Linked DNA regions of Columba livia: region 1 is linked to region 2. Evidence: chromatin contacts called from public Hi-C data. All regions are on one chromosome and are shown on one strand. The core of a region is the stretch at or near the end of the contact, and the rest is flanking DNA. Distances in the headings are between cores, read along the strand shown. Region 1 holds the start of RELCH (RAB11 binding and LisH domain, coiled-coil and HEAT repeat containing). Region 2 overlaps PIGN (phosphatidylinositol glycan anchor biosynthesis class N).

What was found. A called contact is a pair of places that touch in the nucleus more often than the background predicts.
Region 1: a Hi-C map of crop shows a contact between it and region 2, with 4 times the contacts expected there. The contact joins the promoter of RELCH here to the enhancer-like site in region 2. A contact is called at or near these places in 2 of 2 Hi-C or Micro-C datasets (crop and liver).

Annotation. Positions count from the first base shown.
Region 1 is chr2:75,848,190-75,852,529 of bColLiv1.pat.W.v2, reverse strand. It overlaps RELCH (RAB11 binding and LisH domain, coiled-coil and HEAT repeat containing), which reads left to right and starts at 1,396. Exons shown (of 28, transcript XR_010470319.1): 1 at 1,396-2,075. All of the region lies in intron 1 of PIGN (phosphatidylinositol glycan anchor biosynthesis class N), which reads right to left.
Region 2 is chr2:75,730,137-75,734,851 of bColLiv1.pat.W.v2, reverse strand. The region is part of intron 1 of PIGN (phosphatidylinositol glycan anchor biosynthesis class N); the gene reads right to left. TNFRSF11A (TNF receptor superfamily member 11a) reads left to right here. Exons shown (of 10, transcript XM_021297558.2): 10 at 1-2,332. Among named protein-coding and RNA genes, the nearest start is that of TNFRSF11A, 29 kb to the left of the region's middle. Within about 2 kb of position 1,476, at least 1 of the 3 cell types and tissues checked has an H3K27ac peak away from gene starts, as active enhancers do.

The DNA.
Region 1 (4,340 bases), core at 147-2,646, 120 kb before region 2:
TCAGAACTCTTGGGTGGATCCCATCTGGCCCCATAGACTTGTGTGTGTCTAAGTGGTGTAACAGGTCACTAACTATTTCCCCTTGGATTACTGGGGCTTCATTCTGCTCCCCATCCCTGTTTTCCAGCTCAGGGGGCTGGGTACCTGAGGCATAACTGGTCTTACTATTAAAGACTGCGGAAAAGAAGGCATTTAACCCCTCAGCCTTTCCCTCATCTCTGTCACTATATTCCCACCCACATCCACCAGAGGGTGGAGATTCTCCTTAGCCGTCCTTTTGTTGCTGATGTATTTATAGAAGCATTTTTTGTTCCCTTTTACAGCAATAGCCAGTTTCAGTTCTAGTTAAGCTTTGGTGCTTCTAATTTTCTCCCTGCATAACTTCATGGTATCCTTGTAGTCCTCCTGAGTAGCCTGCCCCTTCTTCCAAAGGTTATAAATTCTCCTTTTATTCCTAAGGTTCAGCCCCAAAGCTGTAGTCAATCAGCTTTATCAGAACTCCTATCAGTACAGTGCAAATAGAACAGGACAATTTTTTCAAAGAAACCACAGAAACCAATGCTGACCCTGTTTTGTGTCATTTCTAGTGAGCCAAACTTTCCACAGTAGCAAGTATCACCAGTTGCTACATTGTGGCTTCAAGTTTCTTGCCAGGTAACACCTTTACACTCTTTTTGTAAGAGTGAAAGCGACATGCTTCCAGATCCACAACTTATTAACACCCCCCTAACTCCAGGCCTACCAAGCACAGCTGATGCTCACGCCCATTGGGGGCAGAGGGCTCACCCTCCCAAGAACCCGCATGGCCCAGAGGCCCCACACGGTTCCAGCCGACACAAACCGGGCATCGAGACAGCCGACGGGTGCCCTGCGGCCTGGGCACCATCCCGGGCACGGAAGCCGAGCCCCGCACCGCTCCCACCCCAGCGACGCCCTTAAGCCACAGGCTGGGTGGCCGCCGCAAGGCCCCTAGACTAGTCATAGCTCTCCGGAGGCCGGAAGGCGCAGTCCTGCGCCCAGCCCCGCAATAAGGGACCCCGCCAAGAGAGACCCAGCGCCAGGTACCCGGCCCAGCAGCTGCCGCCCCCCTGCCCCTGCGGGAAGCGCTCAGTGCGCAAGCGCCAGAACTCACTCATCTCCCCCACCACGAACCCCGGCAACTTCCACTTCCGCCTGGAAGTTCCTTCTCCCTGGCCACGCCCCCCGCCCGGGCGTGGCCCGCAAGCCACGCCCCTCGGCAAGGCACCTGCTGTTCCTTCAGGCCCCGCCCCCAGCTGCTGCCCGGCTCCCGCGCGGAGGGGGCGGGTCTGAGTGCCGGGGCGCCGCTCGCGGTTGGCTGGGGGAGCTCTCGCGAGTGCGGGGATCCGGAAGCGGTAGTGGGGCCGGTGGGAGGCGGCGGAGGAGGCGGGCGGGAGTCGGTGTTGCTGCCGGCGGCAGCGCCCGCAGCAGCGCAGGGGCTGGCAGCGGCCCCGGCTCCGTCGGAACTGGCTGCGGCGGCGGTTCCGCGCAGCCTTTGCCGCGGTAGCGCCTCGGCGGTGGTCGCGCCGTGTTGGGTTGTAAGATGGCGGCGACGGGCGGGGGCACCAGCGTGAACCCCTTCCTCAGCGACTCCGAGGAGGACGAGCCCGAGGAGTCCAGGCCCGGCGGCGGCAGCAGCAGCAGCAACGAGCCGGGCGGGCCGGCGTACCCGCGGCAGCAGCGGGAGGCGGCAGGAGCCGCGGGGAGCCCCGAGGAGCTGCCAGGTTTCCGTGCGGCGGCGCCGGGCGATGGCAGCGGCGGTGCGGGGGCGGGCGGCGGGGCCGGTTCGGGCCCCGGCGCGGGGGAGCCGCCGCGGGTGCCGATGGACGCGATAGCGGCGCAGCTCCTGCGGGACCAGTTCTTGCTGACGGCGCTGGAGCTGCACACGGAGCTGCTGGAGAGCGGCCGGGAGCTGCCCCGGCTTCGCGATTTCTTCTCCAACCCGGGCAACTTCGAGCGGCAGAGCGGCACGCCGCCCGCCGGCGGGGCCCTGGGCGGCCTGGGCGGCAGCGTGCTCGGGGGAGCGGGCGGCAGGGACCCCGGCTCCGGGCAGCTCAGTAAGTGACCCGGCCCAGGGGACGGGGGGGCGGGAGCGGCGGGCGGTGCTGGAGCGGGCTGCGGGGAGCGGGGGGGTTCTCCCAGGGCGGCCCTTCCCTGTGCGTGTCGCGGGGGAGGCGGTTTGCGTCGCTTTTTGTGTTCTGTGACCTGCGTGCGGGACGGGGACAGGCTGCAGGTGCGGGGCCGCCGGGGCAGAGGAGATGGGATGCCAGGACTGCGGTTACCCTGGTCCCGGTCATGTATTGCATGGAGCCTCAGTCTTTCTGTGAAGGTCACGCGTGTGCCTAATGTGGGAGAAATGTGAGGGCTGGGAGTTTCAACCTTAATTTTTAGCTGTCCTAGGATTTCTTGTGCCTTCCCTAGTGCCTGCTATTAAGAGATAAGTCTTGTGCTGTTAGGAGAAAGAGTTGACTCTTAATCCCTGACTCATACATTTAAAGTCTAAACACTGTCAAAATTGGGGTGTGAGGAGCCAGCATCTTATTTTTGCTGATGCATTGGGATGGCTAAGTCATCCAAGGATAGGTCTGAGTTTCACATGTCATGCACAACTAATAATTGTTTCCTGTAATTCATGCTCGTATACTTACCAAGTGCCTGCAGTCTTTGGCTAACCATTGTGGGATTTGGAGTTGTGAGGTGTGAAATGTACTAGGTTACTAGAGGTTTTGGGAGAAAAAGTGGTACAGGTATTTGGAAAATCACCTCGTAGCTGGTCTTGAAAACGTGAGTGTTTCAAAAGTGGACTGGATGGCTTAGAATAAAGTTGTGCGTATTGTCAGTGTTACTGCCAAGAAGCATTGAGTTCTAAAAATGAAGTAGCTTCTTCAAGTGACTTTGAGAGAGAAGCTGCCCAACCACCTGACATGTGAAGACTTAATGAACTCGTGGTATGATATTGACATGGAAGGTATGTTTAGCAGACAGTTGAAAGGTTTATTTATATATGTGTGCTTTCTAAGGCACCTAAAGGTATGTCATAATAGTTTTATATTTCTGTTTTTGATTAAAAAAAGATTCTACTGTTGAGAAGACATGCAGCTAGACTTAAAATTTGGAAATAACTGGTAGTATCTAGATGTCTAGGATAATAGGAGACATCTAAACTTTCAACTTGTTATTTCTTTTTAATATCTTTTTAAATGGTCTAGAATTTTTTTGTAATTCATGCTGTGTTGTTTATATTCTCGTTATTTTGTTTATGAATACTTAGAATTTCATACTTGGCTTTGTCCAATTGAGGGCTTCAGTGTGGTCTTCTTCATCATAGGATTGGTGAATGTTGGAAAAACTCATACTTCAGTGCTTTGAACTGACATAAATTTCCATTTCATTAAAAGCAGCTTCCCTGGGGATTCCAGTCAATTCATCCAATTGATTAAACATTCTCTTTTCCTGTTAACATGATATATTGTTTCCAGTTATTGATAATGTGCATACTGTAGAATTAGAAAAACAGCAGCCTATGTAACTGTGCTGTTATGCATGCAAAAAAATGATCTATTGGAGTTCTAGACCAGTATATATGTGAGAACATCTTAATGATTGTTGTGCTGACCTGCTGAAGGATAGATGATGATGGGACATTACTATTAAAAAAAGCAGGAAGGAGGCGGGGGGAGAGAGAGAGAGGAGGGGGACTAAAACGTATTTTGGAGCAGTTTAATAATACTGAGGTGTGGTAAAAATAAATATCATGCTAGACCTTAGGTTAAAGGTTAAGTATGTCTTGAAATCTGATATCTACAACAGATGAGAGTATGCTTTTCAAAGGTTTTTGTCTCAACAAGGATTTGAAAGGCAATTCATGCTGAGTGACATTGAGAAGTGACAGAACCAGAACAATTAAAAAAAATGTATTTTTTTATAACTCAAGTAGATTTTTTTAACTTATTGCTGTTAGACTTCCTTGCAGTCTGGAGTCTAGCATGGAGCTAGTGATTGTCTCAGTGCTGTTCAGCCTGATTCTGCTTAATGTCAACAAAGGCTGATAGTCTCATGCCTCTCTATTTAAGGTAGTTTCCAAATGTTACAAAATAGATTGCAGAAGACTCTGATGGGCTGAAAATTACATGGTCTTTGCAAGAGTCTTTTTACTTTCCTCTTAAGCATCTGGTATTATTGGATTTAGAGGGCTAAGGTGCAGGTCAGATCCAATGGTAAGTCTGAATAGTTTCCTAAGTTAGTTTAAAAGTTCAGTTCTCTTGAGAGGTGCAGTCTGTTTTGTCTGCATTCTTGGATTCTTACATGTAGATTTGCAGAGA
Region 2 (4,715 bases), core at 227-2,726:
GTCGGCACTGAAAGGCACCCCTGAGCTCTACCTTGGGGTTTTCTTTTTGCCACTAAGTTGCACCTATTTTGCTGAGTCTTGGGCCTTCTTGATGCCTCTGTGGTGGTGGAGGGAAGGGGTGGCTACGTCTGCCGCTAAGCATAGTGCTGCTGCCAACATCTGCCTCCCTGTTGGGACCGGATGGGTGGCATCAGCCCTTTCCGTCTTTCCCCAAGGAAGCAGACACTCCAGTCTCAAACCAGTGCCAGAGCCAAGATCCTGGCGTGCCCCTTATTATTTTGCAGATATGGATATGTGTAGTGCTGCCCCAAGCGAGCATTAACTGGCAAAATAGAGCTGGCATGCCTTAGAAGCCTATCAGAGTAACCCAGAGGAAAGAGCATTTAGTTTTGGACTCTTGATTCATCTCTGACTTATTACACCTCACCTGAGGAAGTCATAGCCCTGAAGGTGAGAGTGATGTGTGCCTGGCACACTGCTCCATGAATAACCACACTGAAGTTTGACACACAGAACTGCTAGCAGGTAAAGGAAGGATCTATGGTAACCAGCTGTGGACATTTTCTGAGTGATAGGAGAGGGAAGGATTACCCAAAACCAGAGATTTTAGTCAGGGTCAAAGACATGTTCCTTCATCTGCCTGAACAATTTTGCCATTCCCTCTGATATTTTCGTTGATAAGCAGAGTTCAACTTCGGTAGAATGAAGCTATTTCCAGAGCTCAGCCTGTCTGAGTTGAAATCAGAACGTAGCCACTATTACACTGAGAACTGATGAGCAGCAGCACCAAAGGGTTGGATTTAAATAATAACAGCACTTGTAGTTAGAAGAGAGTCTCAACTTCTCAGTTGGCTTTGGTTCAGGTCCTGTATCCTGCAGCCTCCTCCACCAGCCACTGTGGAGAGAGGTGAAGAGAACAGAGACTCAAGAAACTCCCAAGAGAAAAAGATAACATTTATAATGATTTCCTGACAAGGGGTAATTTTCTGACATTCTCCTGCACACGTGAGTGCTGCTGGAGGCTATCTTCAGTCTGAGCCTTCAGAAGGGTCAGTGCTGTGTTTCCTGCCGGACAGCAAAGAGATCTCTTATCTAGTGTGATCTCATCTACCCTGATGAAAGAGATCTTTGGTAAGAAGGGCTCCTCTCTGGGAAGGTTTTTAATGCTGAGGAGTTCACTGCATAGCTGCTCTGTTTGCAGTAGTACTGCTCTGGGGGTGAAGAACATCTACAAAGCTGACAAAGTGACCACTGTGTCATGATGAGCTTCTCATCCATAAAACAAAAGGATGGGCTTAGCCACCTTCGCCTCTCAGGAGAACAATTCTGCATTATTTGTATTTCTGGCATATAAAGTTCATCACAGACATGCAAACCTCTGTCTTAAGTGGCTGGCAAATATGATGCATGAACAACCCATCTTCCTTTCACCTCGGCATGGCCTTCAGAAAACTAGACCATCCTAGCCTAGACTCAGCCAGGCAGGTGGGTTGTCCCATTCAGTGATGGCCCAAGCTACCTCTGCTCTTTTGGAGGTGTGTAACTGAGGCTCACCCTTATCTGTGATATTCTTTTGTCTTTCCTGCTGGATCCTTTACAACCTCTTTCTAGCCACTTCTGGCCTTATTCTCTATCCCCTAGCCATTGGTGCAGTAGGGACAAGGAAGCAGAGCCACCATCACCTCCATGCAAGGTGGTGCAGATATTTTCCCACTTCATCTTCATTTTTTCAGTCTTGTTATTCTGGAAAGCACTCATCCCGGACATCAGCCTCACCGGAAGGCATTCAACCAGCCCCACATACAGGGCAGGAGGGACCGGATTTTTGTGCTCAGCTCTGGGTAAACTACCTGTCTGCAGGTCTGTCTCCTCCTCCTTCTCCCTCTGCAGCTTCTTTCTTCCCTTAGTTTGTATCCATCACCAGAGAGCAGGCTCAAAATCCTGATTTCAGAGAAGACAATTAGAAGTTTCCTAAGTGTCCTCAGTGACCGAGCAAAGATTGAAGCTCGAATCATCAGCAAGCATGGCTGCTCCCTTACGGCAAACATGATGGGCCAACAGATTCGATTCTTTTTTTGCCTCCAGAGTCTACCCAAAGGTGAAGAAACCATATCACACCCATCAGCATGCTGCGTGATCCCTGGGTCTTTGCCTGAATGTTTAGACATGGACCCCAAATCCTCATGATTTCTTTTGTTGTCAGTTTGGAGCTAGGGCTGTTTTTTAACATCTGTTTGTACAACAGGGCCCTATGCATTAGGCACTAATGTGAAGGCTTCTGGCTGCTATTGTAATACACACAATTAATTATAATAAAAATCTTAAAGATCTACTTGAGAAAAAGTGAAGATTTTATTCAAATTAGTGGAGAAAATAAAATACATTACTATATGCCTATGCTTATTTTGCCAAAAAAAAAAAAAAAAAAAGAAATGTGACTGTAAAACCACTCCTGGTTAGGCTTTTGAAATATTTTTTGTATGTGTGTTTTAACAAAAAGTGCTTCCCTTCCCCAGTATGTGCCACAATGATGCACATTCATGCACACATGTGGAACTGAACAGGAACTCTCATAGATCTGATGTGAAATGCCTTATTGCTGAGGAGTGGGCGGTGATTCCAACTAATGCCCGAAGTCTCCTCCTGCACAGCATGCATTTTCACAATTCTCTCAGTCTGAGGAGTCACAACATGCATTATCCTTGACAAATATACTGCATGCTCTTGAAACTCAGCCACTTCAGGCCTGAAGGGCAGCAGTAATTCTGCATGTAACCATGGGAAAACGAGGAGCAATCTTTTGCTTAGGGACACTGGAGCAGCCCTTCTTATCCCCATGAAAAACAACATGGCACTAAAGATCAGTATAGACAGTAACTGCTGTTAATCTGTGTCCTTTGCTACATGTTCATGTAGAGATTGGGAACTGCTCTGCAAGGCTTACAGCATATGTGGGAGTAGCATCACTAAAATGTTGTAATTTCTACTTGCCCGTTTCAGGTTCCCCTCCTTTTATCATATTGATATCTGAGCAACTACTCTGCCATGTCTACTACAAAACAGATCCCTGGTGAAGGGTGGTTTTGTGCTAATCAAGTATTTAATAAAGCTATAGTTTTAATAGATACCTCCATTCAAATGGGGCAGTAATGCCTCCTCACCACCACCCTTAAAAGACATCTATAATGACTGGAGAATCCACTTGTGCCTGCACATCATATTGGATATGGTAAAAAGGCTGCAAATGCTTCATGTGGAAAAGTTATTTCTGGAGTATGTAATATATATTACTAATAGACACTTAATAATAGTCACTGGAAAATCAAAGTCTATTTGACCAGGCTGTCAGGGGTTTCTTGCAAGGAATGCTGAACCACTCCAAACCTTATCAGCTAGTTCTTCTTCAAACCTCCTTCCAAATGGCTGTTGCTCTTTTCAGTCTGTCAGGGATACTTGTGACCCGAAAGGCACGTGCTCGGGCAACCTCACTTGGGCATGTGGGCACCATGGAGCTCTGCCCAGCAGCATCTGCCCTATGAGGATTCCCAACCCCTGCCCAACCCCCATGACGCTAAAAGCAAACGATTCGCATTCACCTTGGCTGAGTTGAAATGTTACCTCTGGAAAAATCGAACTGGGAATCTTGTGGCAGTCACTGCTGAAGCAACAGGAATACAATCCCAGGTGCTGATAGGAACAAGTCCCATTTCAGACAGAAAGATTTCCATGAATGTGTTTCTTCTCCCTTCCTCTTGCATGGTGCCGTCTTAATTTCCAGAATGAAGAGTGAACTTTTGCTATACAACAAATGATTTCTCCAGAGCCCTGCCAGTTTGGTCTGCTTTTGTGCTGTGGTGTCAGTCACCTCATTGAGTGGGAAGGTTGAAGCAGAAAACAAAATACATAAGAACAGCTTCTTTACATGCCAGTTTATTTAACCTGATTGCAAAGTGAAAGGTACTACTTCACATAAAATCACTGAGTCCACATTAGCAAAATGTTGTAAGGGGCGAATCAAAAAGCAGCATTCCTCCCTGCAAATCCAGAGGAGGAACTGCTGCTGTTTAAGTAGTGCTGCTAATCATGCACGTTGTCCTTACCAGAGGAGATGGTGCAGGAGAAAATCCTTTTTCTTCCTTTTTTCCTGTTCTTTTAGGGTTTTTCATACTTTATTATTTCCTTCCCACTTTCGCTGTATATGGGATGGTTTATTTGAGCTGAATATTTGTTATTTTCAGTCTTTGTTGTGCCTTCAAACCCATTCTGCCCAGCACTGGAGGCTGCACTTTTCTATGGGCAATGTGTAATTTTTGCAAGTACACTCAGTGGCCTCTGCTGTCATCCAGTATTTGTACCCTACAGGCTTCTCAGGAAGATCACATAACATTAAGGAACCATGTTGCGGTATATGAACATGTCAGAGTGTCTGATCGGGTGTGTTTTAACTCTGCCTTTTTACTTCTTTTGGCTAGCTGGCTTATGGTTTCTTTGTTTTGGCTGAGGATTACCACAGCACTTCTGGCTCATTCCTTAGCCTGCCTGACCACTTGATCGATCCTTGGGCATTGCGCTGTCTTTAACTCGCATCAAAGCTGACGGGTCTGTCACATCATGTTTCTATTGGCAGTCTCAGATTTCCATGCATTATACGCAGATCATTATATACAAAATCACTCCTGATTTCAACTTCAACTGTTAAAAAGGTTCCACAGGAG